Linked DNA regions of Zea mays: region 1 is linked to region 2. A link is a contact called in public Hi-C data. All regions are on one chromosome and are shown on one strand. The core of a region is the stretch at or near the end of the contact, and the rest is flanking DNA. Distances in the headings are between cores, read along the strand shown.

The links. A called contact is a pair of places that touch in the nucleus more often than the background predicts.
Region 1: a Hi-C map of tassel shows a contact between it and region 2, with 2.5 times the contacts expected there. The contact joins the promoter of LOC103646599 here to the promoter of LOC100281366 in region 2. A contact is called at or near these places in 6 of 25 Hi-C or Micro-C datasets (ear, endosperm, leaf and 2 more).

What each region holds. Positions count from the first base shown.
Region 1 is chr2:76,985,028-76,992,124 of Zm-B73-REFERENCE-NAM-5.0, reverse strand. LOC103646599 (dnaJ homolog subfamily C member 2) reads right to left here and starts at 1,521. Exons shown (of 2, transcript XM_008671306.4): 1 at 1,151-1,521.
Region 2 is chr2:76,491,558-76,498,600 of Zm-B73-REFERENCE-NAM-5.0, reverse strand. It overlaps LOC100281366 (violaxanthin de-epoxidase), which reads right to left and starts at 3,168. Exons shown (of 6, transcript NM_001154284.3): 1 at 3,034-3,168; 2 at 2,398-2,590; 3 at 2,138-2,307; 4 at 1,713-1,809; 5 at 1,241-1,632; 6 at 380-1,155. The coding sequence starts at 2,577. The coding sequence ends at 654. It overlaps LOC100381501, which reads left to right and starts at 3,301. Exons shown (of 12, transcript NM_001174332.1): 1 at 3,301-3,466; 2 at 3,580-3,676; 3 at 3,816-3,879; 4 at 4,236-4,337; 5 at 4,421-4,485; 6 at 5,150-5,248; 7 at 5,322-5,386. The coding sequence starts at 3,393.

The sequences.
Region 1 (7,097 bases), core at 272-2,771, 500 kb before region 2:
CTTCTGTGCTTTGGAGTGCAGGGCCCAACTATGACAGGTTAAGGCAACAACTAATTCTAGGAAATTTCATTGTCAGTCTGCTCAGGAGACAGTCCCACCCAGTGGCGGATACAGGATCCTTTTAGAGCCTAGGCTAGTCTATAAACAAGCAATAAACATGAATAACTGCATATATATAAAGACATGCATAAATTTATTCATCGCCAATAATTTTTTTATTGGATGTGTTACATAATACACATGTAAACATTTAGAATGAAAAGTATAAAAAAGATAACGATAATATCTCTAAATAATATTCACAAAAGTAAAAAAATTGAATGGTTTGCATTCCAAAACATAATGATACATAATATATTATAATATATAAAAAGATACCTTGTGTAAATATATGAGTAGAATATTATAAATCATGAAAGTTTGAAAAATATATTTAAGTTGAGCGATTGAAGTAATGAAATGCATCAAATAAATTTGATTAAAAAGGGTCCAGTTAAAAATTACAATATTCCAAATAAGGCTTAAATTTTATTTGCTTAACAAGTTAACATGACTAAGGATATAGCCATGTAGGGAAGAAACTCAAAGAAAAAGAACATTGATTGCCAGATAAAAGCAGCACTGCTCCTGCCAATGGGCTGATCTGATTGTCTGATTAGCTTATTTAAAGAATAGTATTTTAATTTATTAGATGTTACCAGCTAGCATGCTGGGCATGTGGTGCCATACAGCCCATTAGGGATGGCAACGGGTCAGGTTTGGATCGGATATGGTAAATATCCGCCCGCGACAATACCCGTGGGCATTAGTTATACCCGCCCGTGACTATACCCGCGGGTAGGATTTTGTACCCGTGCCCGTACCTATCGGGTATCGGGCGGGTATCGGATACTCGCGGGTATAATTACACTTCACACAAATAAATCAAACTGCTACACAGGGACACATAACTCTCTGTTGACACTCATATATAGCTATATAAAATCAAATTTCACATTATCACATAGAGTTTAGACTTTAGACAAATCACAAATATATCATATAGAAATAATAGTAGTAACACAACCACACTTGAATCCACACTTGAACCAAACTTGAAAGTATTCAACAAAACAGCAAGGGATGAAACGGCGCTGGAGGGCTGCTTCACCTTCACAGCGACGTGCTTCGGTGTTTGGCTAGCGGTGGCCGGTGGCCGGGGCGCCGGGCGGACAGGGGCTCCTCCGCTACGGGCTGGCTGTCCGTGCGGCTGGCTGGCTGGCTGGGTGCCGTCTAGCTGGCCATGCTGCGGGCTGGCTGGCCGTGCGGCTAGCTGGCTGGCCGTTCGACGGTTCGAGGCTGGCGGCGGTGGGTGGGCAGGTCACAGGTCGAGGGACGGATGGTTGAGCCTGAGGTGTGGGCGTGTGGCCGATCCGCCGCCGCCGATGGCCTAGGTTATAGAGTAGAGACGGAGTGTGGTGTGCGGCTGACCGGCTGTGCCTATGCGGGTTGGGTTAGTTGAAGACTTGAAGTTGGGCCTGCAGTTGGGCCACAGCTGACTCCTATTTGCATATTTTCAGATATCCACAGGGACCCGCGGGTAAAGTATAGTATCCGAATCCGACCCGATGTTACCTCGGGTACGGGTACAGGTAAGATACGCGGGTGAAATATTGTATCCGAAACCGAATCTGACGGGTCGGATATCCGGCGGATATCCGAACCCACAGCAAAATTGCTATCCCTACAGCCCATACTAGCATCGACGCATCAGACAAGTGCTGGAGTCCTCTCGTGATCACACTTGCAGTCTCAACAAGAGAGCATGAGAAGCGCCAAATAATTTGCAACCAGCAAGCGGCGCTTGGGCCTAAGGGATGAAACTCGTGCCCATGCTCCTTTTGTCATTCGTTGCACGCTAAGAAGTGCCCATGCTGTCGTCGTCCTGTCACCCACACGTCACGCCCAAGAAATGCACTGGAGTTTACACTGCCAGTAAAAGAAGAGCCCGGGCGCCCGCCGCCCCGCCCGGGAGCTCGATCCACCACTGGTCCCACCTATGACGTGTATACATGACTGTGCAAACTTATCTGGCTGAACATCCAGCAGAAAATGATGACAGGGATATAAACAGTTCTACTGACCTTCTAAACCAGGGTTTACTATCTTGTGTCACTTGAGGGATTTCGAGTTTTTCATGTGTGGCTGTGATCAAACCAAGGGATTGCACAGCAAAATGGACCTCACAATTATCTTCAACTATTATGTTTAGTGACTGGTAAATGGACCTATATAAAATTCACAGATCAAGCTTCAGCATTACAAAAAAATGGCAAACTTTTATTTAACTCCACGTACTGTTGCAAAATAGAAAATGTAATACATATATCCTGTTCTTCAGTGTTCAGAAGGAAAAAACACAAAACTGACATGGGTGGATTCAGATTTGCTCGAACTATTCTCAGATCAACATAAAGTTGAAAGCAGTTGCTATTTTTTAGAACAACATAAATTTTACAGTGTCGATTCAGTGATCTCAAAAGTACTGGAGTTTCACGGGGCTTCCTTTTATTTTTTTCAAGATTCAGTGGCTTGACCTTGCAGTTTGACAAAGTTGCATATTGTTTCAAAGGTTCCAGAAAGTGGTTTAACTCACCAGGGCGGCTACAGAGGTTTCAGAAAGTTGCAGCCGACGAGGAAAACCACGGCACATGTGCGCTCGTTTGGGAGCGGCAGGCGATAGGCGGTGGCGCAGCACCGACACTAGGGGGAGGGTATGGACGGGCAACACGTTGCGTATGAGACGATTGGACGATAGCGCACCGTGCTAGGTGTGGTGCGGCGGGACGCCACCAGGTAGAAACGGCACGGCGGCGCTAGGGTGAGGGCGAGGACAGGCGGCGCTGGGAGGAAGAGGAAATGATGTGAGTGGTGTCAGCAAATACTCCAGCCGCAGGACACGGCATCTGAGTCCATGGGCCGAGACGCACCGATCGGGCTCGTCTAACCTAAAACTCTAAACCCTAGACGCTAGATTCACCCAAAAAGACATCTCCAGCAGACTGTGTATAAGATCATGTAAAGTACTATTTTACATTATAAATTATATTTTTTATAAAATAAAGTTTTAAATAGAGAGTAAGATAGGGAGTAAGATTGAGATTCTGCTGTAGATAGTCTTAGCTTTACGAGCATCCTAAAACTGCAGCGGATACCTCTAAAAATACTCTAAATTTGAAGTCATATCCTCTTACCCTACATCTATAGTATTCTTTCTCTTTCTCCATATACCATTTTACACTATAAACTACGAATTAAACACATAACACATAATTAATATATATGTACATTTTAGAATATAAAATACATATATGAAAAAAATCTAATTTAAAATATGTTAGAAATATGGTGTATTATGTATAGGGCATGAATTTAGAGAGAACCGTTGCAGGAGCTAGGCTTTAGGGGATGGAAGATGGTGAAAAAAGTGAGATTTAGGGGTGTAGTATAAAGGGAACCGCTGAAGACAACCTTATTCGGGTTGACCGCCAGCGCCTACGTGGCTTTTGCAGGTATTTGAATATTAATTACAAGACTATCTCCAGCAGCTTACCTATCCCCATACTTGTCACGTCAGGATTTAAGGACAAATTCAGATGCATCTCAAATGTGTGTCAGGATCAAGTTTCACACACATGATGACTTAGTGTACAGAAAACAATGTCACATCTTTATTATTTAATACAATTTCTATACAAAATAACTAAATAAATTACACCATATGATGACGATGATCCTCCACAATCACAGTTGACTAGGAGACGATAGCCTAGATCTCTCCGAACTCATCATAGTAGTCCTCATCTAGTGGTACCTGCTCTTGACTCGGTGTGATTATAGTAAGGGTGATCTCTCATACGGTCATCACTTAGAAAGTGTGAAAAAGGTGTAGTGTAAGCTTACTAAGGATATTGGTTGAGGTTGAGCATTGCTTTTAATTTTGGTTGGTCAAAATTTTATTAGCAATTACTAAGTATAGGTAAATACCAACCCACTTAGATAATATATTATTAATGAAACATCCCACGATGTAGTGCATGTATAGTTAAATTTAATTACATAAGTTATTCATGTGAAGGTCCGAGCCGCACATGACCGTGAGCACGGCTGATATATCAGTTTACACTCTGCAGAGGTGGCACAGCTTTACCCACAAGTCATGTTTTCCTTCTAACCTGGGTTTGCAAGGCCCTTAGACACTTCCAATGTTGAAAGTAGCCTAGAGGGGTGAATAGGCTAAACCTGAAAATTATCACCACAAACTTCGCAATGATGTCAAATCAACTGTTCGACTGGTGCAGGTCGGTTCAACTTCTATAAAGGCAAGTTGAATCACTCTGAACCAGCCCAACTGCTAGATTAAATCTAGGCTTCGAACTACGTGGAAATACAACAAGAGTTTCCTTTAGAAAGGGAAAGCAAGGGATAAACTAAGTGTGGATGGTGAGAAATACAAGTGTGAATCCACCACGAGATCCACACAAAGAACAATTCTATATGCCTTTCTTGCCAACTACAAAACAAAACCACAAATCCAAGCAAGAGCACAAGACACGAGATTTATCCCGAGATTCTGCCACACCACAAAGGTGTCCTACTCCTTGTTGAGGAGCCCACAAAGGGTCGGGTCTTTTCCAACCCTAATCCTCCACAACTCAACCACAAAGGTCAAGGGAAATATTTCCTCAAATCGGCTCACAAGAGCGGGTTATACAAACTTCTTAGGTCGTCCACAAGTTTGGAGACTCCCAAGCAACCTCAATCCATTAAGGAACTTGAAGGTTCCAAGAACAATAAGTCCACACAAGAGGTGTTTGCAACAAGCTCAAGAGATGAGAAAGAGAGAGAGAGGAGGGGAAAACCAAATCCGAAAGTCACAAGCACAAACCTCACACCAAAGGGGCTCCTTCAATCGATCGATTTGGGAGCGAGATTGGGTGTGTGAGAGAGAGGAGTGCTTTGTCTGAAGTTAGGTGAGCAATAAGTGTGGGAGGTGACCAGGGTAAATGAGGAGAGAGGTATGAGGGGATATTTATAGAGTCTCCTCAAAAAGAGTTGTTGGGATGAACTTTTTTGCACGAGGCCGGTTGAACCGCCCCCAACCCCTAGTTGAACTGGTTTTGACCTAGTTCAAAATGGGGTAGTTTGATTGTGGTCAAAGATTCAGGACCGGATGAACCGCCCCTAGGGCCGGTTCAACCGCCTAGTGGACAGACTGACAGTCAGACAGGAGGTCAGACTGGTCAGCTGACCCTAACACTGGTTGAATCGCCCTAGGGCCAATTCAACTGGTTTTGACCAGAGAGGTTGATAGAGGACGAGGCTCGATCTTCCGTGAGGTATGATAACTTGATTGAGTGGGGATCTTGATGTTAATGATTCAAGGCTCCGAGCGAACGAATTCTCACAATCACTACACCACAGCTTCATTGGTTATCACCTGTTACACACGAGTGACCTCACCAAGAAGGCTTATCCCTGCAAGCGCAATCAAGAACACAAGCAAGAACAGGTAGGACGCAACCAAAATTGTGTTGATTACGAGTTGGAGTTTGTGACACTACAAAAATCATTAAATAAAATAATACATTTGGTTATTAATGAAATAAAAATTTTCTTTTAAGTGTTTGTTATTTATGTGCATTTGGAATGATTTTTTATTTCTCATAATTGATTTTAGATATTAAATAGCATTTCCTCTTAAATGAAAATTCACATAAATAATATAGTAAATATTAGTCCAAGAATTAATATTTTATTTATAAATAATTTTGGTTTGATTAATATGAATTTTATGATTATTTAAATATGTATTTCGAAATTTGAAAGGGAAATAGAAAAAAAACAAAACCTAATCTAACCCTAGCCGGCCATATGGCCCATTAGGCCCATTAGCCGCGCCTCCCTCTCCCTGGCTGCCCTAGCCGCCGCTCCCACCTCTCCCTTTGTCTAGTCGCCTTTCTCTCCCTCTCTCCCCTTTCGTTTCTCTCTCCTCCCTTTCTTCCCAGCCGAGCACGCCGCGCGTTCCAGGCTGCCAGGCCGCCGCGCCGAGAGCGCCCAGCCTCGCACCGCGCCCGCGACACCGACCCCCGAGCGCCCTTGCCCCGACCCGCGCCAAAGACTGGCGCCGCACACACCGAGCGCGCACACGACCCGACCCTCCCCGACACATGCGCTGCGCACCGAAGCCCGAGCACCATGCCGAGACCGTCGTGCGTCTAGGCCGAGCCACGCACTCAAGCCGACCCGCGCCAACCATGGAGCCCAACGCCACCCCGCGTCGTCCGTGCGTTAATGGAGTTCAAGTCATCTGTTTCCTCTCCCTTCCCATTACTTTCCATGGAAGAAACCGACGACCATTATTGACAGCCTTGAAGACCTTGATGACGCCCGTTATTTCCTCCCCAGGGCTCTCTCCCATTCCCTCTCCTCTCTCTATAAATATGGCCGAGCTCCTCTCTTCTTCCTCCCACAGCCGAGCTCTCTTCCTCCCCGAGCTCCCTCTCTCTTTCTCACATTTCTTACTCGCCCACACCGTCGCTAGAGTTCAACCACGCCATCGCAGTCCGCCCCGCCGTCTGTGGAGACTCACCGGAGCTTGCTGTTCTTCGCCAGAGACGTGCCCGAACCCCGTCCAAACCTCGTCGTTCCCTGCCCGCTGTGTCAAGCATTCACCTTGACGCACGCCCAAATCCGTCCGCCGTCCGTCCCAAGGTCGAAGACAACCCCGAAATATTTATCATGTTTTGAATTTATTTTGTGAAATATTGATGTGATTTGGTGATTCACGTGTACGATTTTAGAGATTTGCGATGTATGCGTGTAACCAAAATGAACCCGCGACAATACTTTGAAAATGCGTATGATTTTATAATTCCAAAAATGAGCACGGTCACTATTCACTACTTTAGTGATTTTCATACTCGAATTGTTTATAATTGATTTCACTTTAGTATGTGGAGCGATAACCGGATAGTATTGATATAAGTATAATTTTAGAAATTGAAATAGGAATTAAGCCACGTATTTTCGGTCGAATGAAAATATATATATATATT
Region 2 (7,043 bases), core at 1,919-4,418:
TCCTTGTTATTTTTAATTGCTATGATAAGATTATAAACACAAAAAATACTGCATACCACAGCTAGTAAAATCCATACAAGTTAACCAGTTATCCTTTTACTAGCATTTTTCTAGTTGGTGTCTTCCTGAAGAAGATTTTTAGTATAATCAACTTTTCCATAGTCTCCTTAAAAAACCCCATGAAATTCGGTGATATGTAACTATACCGTTTTTTACTTCTACTTTAAAACTGGGGTAGAGGTCCCCTACTGCACTACGGCGTACAAATATAAGAGTTCCTTTTGATTTTGCATTTTACATAGGGAAATGACTTAAATTTAGATGGAATGGCAAAGGAAACTATAACAACAAACAATTGTCATGCAAGAGATGGTCAGCGTAGTCTTAAGTACACTTGTTTTTTTTCTCTGTTTGGCAAGAAAAAGTTACGTTGTCTCTTGATGCTTTACAAATAGGGCTAACGTAGGCATGTGTTTTGACCACAGAAAAGGGTAAACAAAGAAAAGAAAAGAAAAGAAAAGAAAAAGAAAAGAAAATTAAAAATGTTTGTTGTATCTGTTCAACAATCTCTACTGTGGGTACTGCTGTGGCAAATAGAATCCGTTTCGGCCAGTACTTGATGGCTTGTTTTCTCCAAGTCCTTTGCTCTGCAGCTACCTTAGCTTCCTCAACGGTAGTGCACGGCTGAAGACTTGCTCAACTTCAGTCGCTTCCATGTTGAGCTGATCCAACAGCTCCATCTCCTCCTTGCTCAGCCCCTGCAAGAAGTTCATGAAATCCTGTTTCACCTCCATGAGACCTTCTGCCAGCTTCTGAAACAGTGACGCCTCCTCCTTCTCCAGCTCCTCAACCTCCTCCTCGATCTCCTTCACCTCCCTGACGATGGTCTTCTCTCCTTCCACCACAGTTTTCTCGATTCTCTCCACAAGAGGAGGCTCAGGACCACAGGTGTTGTCGGTCATGATGAACGTCGAGAAGTCCCGACCTACGCTCTTTGCAGCTCTTTCCAGCTCCGGTATTATTGTTTCAGGTACAGTTTTACTTCTTGTGTACAATACAGAACCACCATAACCATCCCATGCGTCATTTCGCCCACGATAGTACACAAATATGTAGTCGTCATCCTTGTTCTCAACCTTGGATGAGATAATGTACCTACAGGTCAGCAAATACCAAGTCGATAAACCTTGAGGAATGGGCACATTGGCAGTAGTGAGAAAGAATTTCTAAGAGGGTTTACCAGTCATCTTGATAGTGCAGGAACTCATTGTCATGGTTGTAGAGTATGCCGGGCTGCGATGGGTCCTGCACAAAACGCTGCACGGTTGACCTGGTAAAGAAGCCAGAGTCTGGGGTGCGGACTCTCCATGTGATGTTCGCGATCAATTTGTCTCCCTCGACATGAAACTCGTGAAGCTGACAATCGAATGTGTCAAACGTCGGGTTTAAGCCACTTGAAATGTACCATTTGCCATTAAAATCTGCCATGTTGAAGCTCTTAACCAGCGAAGATGGATCGGGGACGGGGAACTCGCCGACGTCGGATTTTTTTGGAACACATTTCTTGCGTGAAACAGCACAATCATTGAATTCATCGACTACACTGTTCTCAAACAGGTCTCCGCATTTTATCTGATGGATGACAAAAGCAGGGCATAAAAAACTTATTTTTTCTGGCAGATTTCAGTGAGCTCAAGGTTTATGGGAATAACCTGACATTCAGTTTCATCAGGTCGATTGTTGCACGTGTTCAAGCATGCTACGTTTGCTGCACAGGATGGGTTCGCTATGCATTTAGCCAGCTCTATTCTGAAAGAGAGAGAGAGAAACTAATTGAGTAAGAAATGTATAAAATGATCTAAGGTTACTCTCATCCAAAAGATGACAAACTTGTCATCGGGGAGCTCTTAGTTTCAAGTAGTAACTAACTTCTTCTTGACCTATATTGGCTACATACTGAATATAAATTCACACAAACCTTTGTGGTCTGTAGGCATGATTTTGGCTAGTTTCTACGAGAGAATTACACTCGGCTACGGTGGCAAGGCAAGGCTTGCTTGGCCAGGCGAGACTATTTCCGAACCAAGCAGCCCCTATATGGTGTCAAAACTATGTTGACAGTATGATGAAGAGTCACCTGCATTCCTTTAGCAGGCAAGTGCATGTCTTGAGAGCATCGACTGCATCAGAAGAAGGGACTACCAGAACTACACATGCCATCACCCCTGTCATGGCGACCAATTGCAACTTGCTCCATTTCCTGATGCCACTGAAAATATCTGACGCTTGCAGTACTGCAATGATATGCTGGAGGAGACAAAAACTTGCTGTTCTTACTTCTTAGTGGTATAACAAGAGGTGAATTGGTCAGTAGCAACGAATAAGCAATCGTATTACCTCAGACGGAGTAGCCTTGACACCAAGGCGCTCGGCCCTCCAGAGATTAGTTCTCACGCAGCGCCAGTTGAGTCTGACGGTGCCGTGACTCCTACTGGATGCAACTCTAGATTTGAGGCCATGGAGGAAGCTGGAACCTCCGGTAAGAAAGATGCGGTTTGCACACTGTCGCGACATCATCGTGTCTCTGAATCTGCAGCTCATGAGGAAAGTTCAGTATAGAACTCAAACCAATTCAAGCAGAAATGTTCGCAGAAAAAGTTTCAGGCTTTCTCTAGATAAACATTAGAGTACATTCTCAGTTTGTGTTTATGGATTGCAGCCATGACTCATCTCTTTTTTGTTTTATTTTATTAATAAGACTGAACTACCAATCTGCCGCCAGACATCTGACAAGAAGTGTCCGCAGCTGAATTCTAGCGCGTTTATATCCTCGCAATCACTAGGTCCAAAATATGCGCCAAGATCGATCCGGGTCACAAAATTCTCACTTCCAAGCATGATTAACCGCGCACGAAACCTTCGTCTAATGATGCTACGTAGCCCTGAATGCAGACGCAACTGGAACAAGAAGGTGGCGCGGGATGGAGAACCTAGGAGAGGAGGGGAAGGGATGAGCAAGCCAAAGAGCCGAACCTGCGGTGCTCTGCACGCTGCGCCGACAAAGAGACGCTCCTCCGGCCCGACGGAGGAGGACGACGATAGAGCAGGGGAGACGGATAGGAATGAAGCGGAGAGGTGTGGCGCGGAGCAGCAGGGACGCTGCTAGCTGGCTGGCGGCTGCTCCTGGCCTCCTGCTTATCACGGGCCGACCAAACGGGGCCCCGTTAAGCGCAAACGGATCCAGTCCAGGCATCCGGCTGAAGGGAGTCGGGCATGCCCGGACGAATCGCAGTCGTTCATCTGTCTCACGTTAGTCACGTGCTCGCTTTCCTTCTCCCCTCCGTTTCGAAAACCAAATCTCTCTGTCTACTAGGCGGGAGAGTGAGACGGCCATGGCGGAGGCGCAAGCCCTAGTACCGGCGCAAGGTCCCGACGAGGCGCCCCTCGATGCGTCCGCCATTCATAGGTTAGCCAGCGATCCTCCTTTTCCGTCTCTGCTTGGTGGGTTCCTCCTTCCCGTGGATCTGGTTCTTCAATCTGCATTGTTCCCCTTTTGTTTTGTTTGCGTGTTCGTTTCAGCCGGGTGGAGCAGCTCTCATTGAAAAGGCTGGAGGTGGAGCCGGAGGCGGAGGTGGCGGAGGATGAGGTGGCACTAGGTTTGGACTCCACGCACAAGGTAAGGTCGTCGCTACTCAGGGTCGATTCTGTGACACATGCGAGGGCGAGGATTCACTTTGGTTTGCCGGAATTGTGGCCTAATTGTTGGATTTGTTTTCTATTATTACGTTTCCCTTCTTCTGGGATACCTGTTTTAGGCGGCTCAGGATGCGATGGATGAGTGGGACTCGGCCACTGCTGCGGTTTCAATTGATGATTTGGGTAAGCTTGGCTGTGTGATTTGTTTTCAACACTTGCTTGTTCCATGCGATGCAAAGTACACTGTCACAGCGATAAGCATCATGATGCAGATTTGCTTAGTGGACTCAATTGAACACAACGAGGGAGAGGAATCATCAAATATAAGCTCCGAGATTGTAGCTTGTAAATGCGGTGTCTTCTTTATTTTCCTTACAGATTCTTCTTATGTATTAATGATTCATTCATCCCTTTTGAAATTTGCTTGTTACTGCAGTGGCTCTTTGTTCAGTGCAATTATGAAGATGCTTCTTTGCTTTCAATTGTTTTTTTGCTTCGAATGCATCACTTACAAATTACAATGCCATTATTGTGGTCAGATGCATACCTGGAACAACTGAGAAAGGATGTAGCCATGGCAGAGCAGGGGAATCAGAAGGTATCTGGTGAGATTAGTGTCACTGCAGAGACAACATTCAATGGTTGGTTTGTTTATTTGCCATGTTTTTCTTTCTTGAGCTCTGGCAGTTTGCTGGGTTAATAACCAACAGTCTTTGTTATTCAGATATGATTCAATTGGATGTTGGTATTGAAATGCTGGAGTCTTTGATTTCGAATCTTGGTCCAAAGGTAAGTAGCCAAATTGTTTTTTCCTTACAGTAAGTAGCCTAAAATATAATTTTTATAGTAGTTGAATATGGACATTGATTTTTATAATCATGAAACTGTATTATGTTGATTTGCATCCTTTTGGCATTTTCTTACCTTTAGAGTGGACGGACTAACTAGTTCAATCCAAAAACTTAAGCTGTTAGGAAAAGGTAGGCAATCCACTTATACATTTCAACGTCCTCACGAGCAGTCAGAGAGAAAGGCATAAACGTGAAAAATAAAGGGGCGAAGACACAAATAAAGGCTCTGCTAGGATTTGAACCTTTGGCTTTAATACTCTGTTAGAGTGAATGCACTAACCAGTTCAACCTAAAAGCTTAAGCTGTTAGGAGAAGATAGACAATTCCCTTATACACTTCAACACTTACAATACGATATAATATACAGCTCAACAACTATTGAGTTGTAGTACAATTTTAACCTTATGTACTATATGGCCTCAACATCAATGTTGTATTATTTGCAACTCATAAGCTGCATTGTATTTCTATTGAACCGAAGTCTAGAGGAAAACTAATTTATTTTCCTCACAACAAATCAGTTGTTTTGATTCTCTTCTTTTCCAAAATAATAGCATAGTTTAGATGAAGACATTTAAAGTCTTCCATCCCTCATGATGTAGGCTTTGAACCATTTTGATGAAAGTTCTGTTCTGGGGCTGTCAGACTCAACTGATTCATGCAGAAATCGAAGCATTGCTGACAAGGACTACATATATGAGGTGTGCTTGTATGTTTACAATGACATGTTCTATTTTCTTAGATTTACTGAACTTACTTGATTTATTTTTTTAGTTGGAACTTGATCACCAAATAGAAAAAAGTACGATGGAACTTGAAATTTTACAACATCTACAAAGGTAATGTATTGCACATGTTCTTTTTTATATTGAACACAAGGAACTAAAGATATCATTCACCTTTAGTCTATATACTAACCAGTTGCCCGTGCTTTTACTACGGACCCTAAATATATCATATAAATAGGCATTGAGATATTTATTCAAATATAATTATTTTTTTATTTCTAAATGCTAAATTACGTGTAGTTTGGTGGTTAGCCCCAAATTTCTAGAGTAGTGGACGTGTGTTCAAATGCTCACTTTGCACTAATTTTTATATAATTATTGTTTATTTCTAAACACTAAGGTACGTGTGGTCTGGTGGTGGCTGCGCGGGCGCTGGGATCCATAGGGCAGTAGCTGAGAGCGTGCTGAGCGTGGGGCCAATAGGGCACGACGCCGAGGCGGGGGTCACGTGGGGTGGGCCCAGTGTGTCAGGCGGGGTGAAGCCGTGGTAGCACCAGGGTGCTGTTTGGTTCAAAAAATGTAACGCAAATGGTAATGGTAATGGTTTACGCTTGATTACTGACGGTAACAAATTTGAATAGGCTGGTATCAAATTTTAGTGTGGTATCTGATTACGGTTGGACTAAAACAAACATGATTTAACGTTATCCGTTACCCATTACGTTACAAATATGTGAACCAAACGACACCCAGGTGTCCACCTTCCGTTCTTAATAGTAGTAGGGATAGGGATATCAATATCAATTCTAAGTAGTAGTGAGTATTACTTTGTAAGTCTGTGTTAGAGTGGACGCAATAACCAGTTCAACCCAAAAGCTTAAGCGGGTTCGAAGCAACCTCTGAGGGAAGGATTGCTTCGGTTTATCCCTTCCTTAGACACCACTCATGTGGAGCCTTCGGCACTGGGTTTGTTATTTTTTTATCAGTTCTAAGTAAAGCATTTTAACACATACTAAACTATGATTGGTAGCACATCTTGAATTTCTTATGCACCTATGTTGACTGATGAGAGTATTACTAAAAAAACTCGACCTGTGGGGGTAAGACCATCCCCACACCATTTCATTTAAGAAGACCTTCTCATTCAGGTCGAGCATACTCCACCCATACACAGTGGCACCGTAGCCCATGTGAGAATGACCGCAACCGGGACCGGGCCTTAGACTCGTGCTTTGTCCCGTCATAGAATAGACGAGAGGATTTTTTATAACCACAGCCTTAAATTTACTCCCACAGGGAGTCGAACTCAGGACCTGAGAAGGTCTACTTAGACCACCTAACCAACTCAGTTAATGGACTGTTTTCTGGAGTCTTCATTCATCTTTACTTCACACCCATCCTTTCAGCATTCAAAATCTTTTGCAGGGACTTCTAGTCCCAACAATATGCTCGTATATGCATGCCTGAATCAGTTTTGAATTCATTGCTCGTTTTTTGTTGTGCATCGTTTTTTCGTATATACATGTCCAACAACTAAGTGTGGCAGAGATGCGTATGTTGCGCTGGATATGTGGCCACACAAGGAGAGATCGAGTCCGGAATGATGATATACGAGAGAGAGTAGGAGTGGCGCCAATTGAGGAGAAGCTTATGCAACATCGCTTGAGATGGTTTGGACATATCCAACGAAGACCTGAAGAGGCACCAGTGCATATCGGAATAATTAGGCGTCCCGAAAATGTGAAGAGAGGTAGAGGTCGACCAACTT